2 separate regions of the Mus musculus genome follow, and region 1 is linked to region 2. A link is a contact called in public Hi-C data. All regions are on one chromosome and are shown on one strand. The core of a region is the stretch at or near the end of the contact, and the rest is flanking DNA. Distances in the headings are between cores, read along the strand shown. Region 1 overlaps Rptor (regulatory associated protein of MTOR, complex 1). Region 2 overlaps Rptor (regulatory associated protein of MTOR, complex 1).

Region 1 (2,971 bases), core at 128-2,627, 94 kb before region 2:
CCCAAACAAGGGAAATGCTTCTGGCCATGCAGAGACAGTGGTGCTGGCTTTGAGAACCGAGCTTGCTCGTGAACATAGGTGTATTGGTGTATTTCCTTCAGTGTTTTACAGAGGCTTCCTAAGGGACACAGCACCAGTCCGAGGACCCCAGACGGGACTGTATTTCTTTCTCAGGGTTTTATTGCCAGGCACCCTTCTTTTTTGTGTCAAAAATGGCACAGAACCACACCCAAACCACAAAACTAGGGGCCAGAGGAGCATGTCCAGTTTGGACATGGGGGAGATGGCCCTGCTTCCCTGTGGGTGGCTATCAGTTTAGAAAACGTCCCACAGCAGCAAATGTGGGCTCAGAAGCACAAGTTTTATCTCATGATAACGCAGAGCTTATTGAAAAGGAATGACAATGACCAGTGAGGTGAGCAACAGCGAGAAGCAGCTTCTGACAGACCCGAGCGTGGAGAGAGAGAGAGAGAGAGAGAGAGAGAGAGAGAGAGAGAGAGAGAGAGAGAGAGAGAGAGAGAGAGAGAGAGAGAGAGAGAGAGAGAGAGAGAGAGAGAAAGAGAGATGCTTTTGTGAGACCCAGCTTTTCTGGAGCACATCAGAAGCAGAGGTCTAAAAGGTGCTTACAGCAGGCAGACGACCCTGGTGCTGCTCTCTGAAGCTCTGCACTGAGCCACTGCTGCACATGTGGGAGACTCCAGCCCAGGCTCCAAAGACAACAAAACAGAGACAATCAAGGCCTGAAGAGACAGTGGGGGAGGCACAGGCATATAGAAACCTGGAGAGTGTCAGACAGTCTGGCACTTGAGCTGTCACTGGACTCTGTCTCACAGAGTGAGGGGTGAGGGTGCGGCTGTGTCTTTACCCAGCATGTAGAGGTGAGTATTCTCTTGCAGAGCTGCTATACTTGTGATAGACAGCACTGGAACCAGGCACACAGATGAACAGGCAGCAGAAAGTACAGAGGAAGACCCACTAAGGGAGGCAGGGATAGTGCACTATTGGTGCACTGTGAGAAGGCGCAGGCATGGCATCACTGGGGGTGACCAGCTCTCGGGATGGAGGGGCTAGATGAGTCTGTACAACAGCTCAGACCCCCCAGCCCCATTTTCTCTTTCCCATTTCTATCTGGTCTGAGAAATAGTGCCTTTTAGTAAGTAAGCATCCAGGCCTGGCTTCTGAGCTCCTAGAGAGATGTGGGCTGTTTTACCACGTCACACGATTAGGATATCACAGGACAATCCTGTACCTCTTGCTTTTTAGAAAGACCAATTACAGCTGAAGCCTCCAGTGGAGGCACAGGCAGCTGAGAGGGAGCTGAAAACTGAGGCCCAGCCCTTTTCTGGTGACAAAGACCTTGAGGCTCTGGAACAAAGGAAAGTAAGACAGTATATGCAGGTCTTGTGTGGAGTCTAGACCTTGGGGCTATGTCTTACTTTTGGTGCCTAGGGAAGGCAAGGAATGTGACTATCAAGATTGAAAAAAGGCTTGGGAAAAGAAAAAATTGGGGAGGACCTCAAGGGAGGGGCCAACACTGGCCATTCCGGCTAAAGGACAGGTGATCTGCTCTTCTCACAGTCTGTCATTACCCCCATCCTTTCTCCAGGTGGCAGCCGGGTGGGCAATGGTCTGAGAGTTCAAGCCTACAGTGTGTACATCTGTGCCCTTTCCATGATCATTAGATATGACTTGAGCACTAACGGAGAAAGTGGTCTCTGTCTACAGTCACGTTGATTTGACTGACATACAGCCAGTTCACCCTCTTTAGGGATGGTTTTGGGATTAGGCAGATGTTTAGTCATAACTGTTAGCAATTTGGATTGAGCAGTCTGGGTGTCGTCCCCTCTCCGTGTCAAGTCTGGCAAGCACCAGCCTGCTTTCTGACCCCGGGCTTTTGCCTGTTCTGAGGAGCTATAAAGAACCTTCCACTCAGCACACTGTGATGATGGCCTTTCTCGCTCTGTGAAAGCAGACTTCCATGTGCAGGCTCTCCGAGTAGATGTTGTATCTCCTCTACCCTTACAGAGCACAGCTTGGCTGTTCAGAGGCTCCTCTTCTTCGCCAGCACTGGCGACTGACAAGTTTCAGATCCATCATTTGAAGCAGGGGTGGTGACCTCTCACGGACCTGACGGATGCTGCTGAACGTCTGTGCACTCACCTGCCAGCTACATTTTTCTTACGAAGCATGTGTGCAAGTCCTCTGTTTATTTAAGACAAGGTCTCACTGTGTAGTCCAGGCTGCCCTGAACCCTGCATTCTTCCTACCTCAGATTATAGTCATGTACCACCAGGTCTGCATATTTTCATTTCGTTAGACAGGGTCTCACCATGTAACTCTGGCTGGCCTGGAACTCGCTCTGTAGTTCAGGCTGGCATGAAACTCATGGAGATCTGACTGCCTCTGCTCTCATGGTGCTGGGATCAAGGGAGTGCACCAGCACACCTGATTAACTTCATTTTCTTAATGAAAAGCAACTCCTCTTCCTCCTCCAAGATTTATTTTATGTATATAAGTACACTATAGCTGTCCTCAAACACACCAGAAGAGGGCATCAGATCCCATTACAGATGGTTGTAAGCCAACATGTAGTTGCTGGGAATTGAACTCAGGATCTTTGGAAGAACAGTCAGTGCTCTTAACTGCTGAGTCATCTCTCCAGCCTCCACTCCCTACCCCACCCCCATTTTTTTTAAACATTTATTTTAGTGTATGAGTGTATGTATGTGTGTGTGTGTGTGTATATATATATATATATATATATATATATATATATATGTGGGTACATGTGCCATGGTGCACATGTGGAAGTCAGAGGACACCTTGAAAGAGTTGGTTCTCTCTTCTCACCACATAGGACTGAACTCAGGTCATCTGGTTTGGTAGCCTTTACTCAGAACAAGGGTGTGCTGGCTGGTTTTTTGTTTTTTGTTTTTTGTTTTTTTCGAGACAGGGTTTCTCTGTGTAGCCC
Region 2 (2,816 bases), core at 16-2,515:
TGATCAAACCCGCACACACAAGAGCTCTACGTCCATGAAATTCTGAAAAAGCAACTCTAGTATATGGAAAGGCAGATCCAAAATGGCCTGGGCTTGGGGGTCTGGAGGGTTAGTGGGGTGGGTGAAGTAAGAACACTGCAGCCCTGCCCTGTGGGGGTGGGGAGCGGTGGTTCCAGGAGACCATATACCCGCTGAACCTTATCAAATCAGTTAACTTGAGGTTTACTGTCTCCTGATAATGCTGCTCTAACACCATGAAAACAAAAACAGGGCAACCATGGCATTTCAAACAGGAGACCTGTTTTCACCCCAGATCCGCAGGAAAGGCTAAAAAAAAAAAAAAAGAGCTCAGATGGGAGCTCTGAGGTTCAGGAAAGAACGAGGGTCATCAGAAGGTATGAGTGTGTGGTTAATGTTAATGAATGCTAGCTCTGGAGGGTAACAGCACCACATACAGACAATAGTGATGTGTAGTGTATATATAGTGTATATATAGTGTATGTAACAGGTCCAGGCAAGAGTTGAGAAGGGACTAGTTTTCCCAGCAAGGTGACTGCAGTGACAGGAAACAGCTATGCTCCGGAGCTAACTCTTATTAAATAGAAGCTGTCACCAGGAAGGCTGGCCAAGGGTTCTGGGTGAGGCACACACTCTGCTTCACTGTGTCCTACTGTGCTCTGCCAGGCAGCTGTATTCGTTGAGGAGGCACTGCATTCTGCCTCTCACAACACACTTGGTTCCTTAGGACCAAACCCCTGAGCTGGGTAGAAATGAAGCCTGTGCCATTGAGAGAGGCTGATATGCACCATGCTGGGGCCTGCAGACCTTTGTTTTGATGCCACTGTGAAGGAAATGGAAGCAATTCCTGCTGTGTGCAGGTCCCCCCACCCCCACCCCCCATCCTTTTTCCAGTCCTCAGCTGTGACATCACTCAGTGCCGAGTCTCTGCAGTGTGCATGAGAACAAAACATGGATGGCACTCCTTGCAGGAGTGGTGTGTCAAGCACTGGGGAGACTGGCACCTTTCACCTGTCCTCTGCCTTTACAGGACTTGTGTAAGGTTGCCTGGGCAGGAATGACCCACTTGGAGGTGAGGTGAAGACACAGGAAACTGGGTGGGGAAAGCCTCTAGGTGGCAAGCAGAGATCCGGCCTTCCGTATTTTTGTGTCCCAACACTCCCTCTAGCTCCTGGCTTCTTCTGCACTGCTCAGGCCCTGGGCATCTGTTCCATTTAGTCCACCCTACACTGCTATCAGTGAGTCATCACCAGAGTAAGATGATGGCCTGAGCATGTTGATCAACTGTTGATTTCTTGGAGGGAGGGATTGCTGATCTGTGCATACTTTTTTTTTTTAAACCACAAACAGCTATTACAGTTGAACTGGAAAGAAGCATACTTTAAAAACCAAGCCTTTATTTTTTAATGATTAATATAAAAACTAGTCTACATTGTTTCTCTATCTGGACAGCAAAGTGATTTACAACCATGGTCCCTATGCCTGTGACAGAGAAGGCCTAATACCTTCCTGAGTGAGGGTATCCGAGGGAAAGGCACAGCATGACTCAGATGAGATCTCACTGCAGTGTGCTGCCTGTTCTAGTGACCCACTCAGATGACTCACCCACCCTGCATTTTCATTTCCCTAGCTCTTCAAAGGTAGATGACAATACTTACCTTCACAGGTCCCTTTAGAAAGGAGATATACAGAAAGCCCTTATTTGGACACATCTGCAAATGTTATCTTGAAAGGCTATTAAAAAAACCAAGCAGTTTCAAACCCAGAACCAAGCCCACCTCGGGGCAGTGGGCACCTGGAGGCTGCCCAGCTTGGGGCAGTGGACACCTGGAGGCTGCCCAGCTCGAGGCAGTGGGCACCTGAAGGGTAAGTGGCCCTGAAGCCTTTGAAGCAGCAGGAGGGGCACAACGGCAGCTGGCTGCTCCAGACACAGCCGCTGCTCTTTAGGATGTGTTTACACAATCGATGTTAATCATGAATAATTTTTGTACACTCTGTGCCTCTAGTGATCAGAATACTAACTAACAGCCTCCCGGATCAGGTTCAGCATCCGTGGGATCCCTGGAGCTTTCTGAGAACCCTAATATTTCTAGCACTGTTTAAGCGTTTCATTACTTTGTTTCAGGGCTGAAAAATGTCCCTTAATTTGCAAGCATGGATCTTATTGCCATTCTCTCAAAGGATTCGGAATATAAATATGCGCTGCAGCACCATCAGGCTTATTCATCAGGCAATAGGTGAACACAGATAATTAGAAGCAGTGGAGGGGGCTCAAACAGGTTCACTCTTCCTTCCTTCCAGACACGGCAGCTTAGCTGAAAACATGCCTTAGCTTTAAGGCCACTAAAGTTGGTGGAACACTCTTATGGGCCTTGTGGAATCTGCAGGTAACTGCTAAGGCTACAGTGCAGCCACCCTGGGATCCTGAGGAACAATGTTTGGAGCACAGTAATAAGGCAATGTACTGGCTGGTTTTGTGTATCAAGTTGACACAAGCTGGAGTTATCACAGAGAAAGGAGCCTCCCTTGAGGAAATGCCTCCATGAGATCCAGCTGTAAGGCATTTTCTCAATTAGTGATTAAGGGGGAACGGCCCCTTGTGGATGGTGCCATCCCTGGACTGGTAGCCCTGGGTTCAATAAGAGAGCAGGCCGAGCAAGCCAGGGGAAGCAAGCCAGTAAGCAGCACACATCCATGGCCTCTGTATCATCTCCTGCCTCCAAGTTCCTGCCCTGTGTGAGTTCCTGTCCTGACTTCCTTTAGTGATGATCAGCAATGTTGAAGTATAAGATGAACAA

The links. Hi-C and Micro-C count contacts between places; a contact is called where the count stands out from the background.
Region 1: a contact with region 2 is called in a Hi-C map of the N1E-115 cell line, with 3 times the contacts expected there. The contact joins two enhancer-like sites. A contact is called at or near these places in 11 of 484 Hi-C or Micro-C datasets (the BV-2 cell line, the HL-1 cell line, LSK cells and 8 more) and 2 of 9 other capture datasets (adipose tissue and pancreatic islet).

Annotation. Positions count from the first base shown.
Region 1 is chr11:119,881,662-119,884,632 of GRCm38.p6, reverse strand. The region is part of intron 24 of Rptor (regulatory associated protein of MTOR, complex 1); the gene reads right to left. Among named protein-coding and RNA genes, the nearest start is that of Chmp6, 31 kb to the left of the region's middle. Within about 2 kb of position 1,377, at least 13 of the 459 cell types and tissues checked have an H3K27ac peak or open chromatin away from gene starts, as enhancers often do. A contact at or near this core is called in the N1E-115 cell line, where this site is marked.
Region 2 is chr11:119,787,875-119,790,690 of GRCm38.p6, reverse strand. All of the region lies in intron 7 of Rptor (regulatory associated protein of MTOR, complex 1), which reads right to left. Among named protein-coding and RNA genes, the nearest start is that of Rptoros, 45 kb to the left of the region's middle. Within about 2 kb of position 1,265, at least 49 of the 459 cell types and tissues checked have an H3K27ac peak or open chromatin away from gene starts, as enhancers often do. A contact at or near this core is called in the N1E-115 cell line, where this site is marked.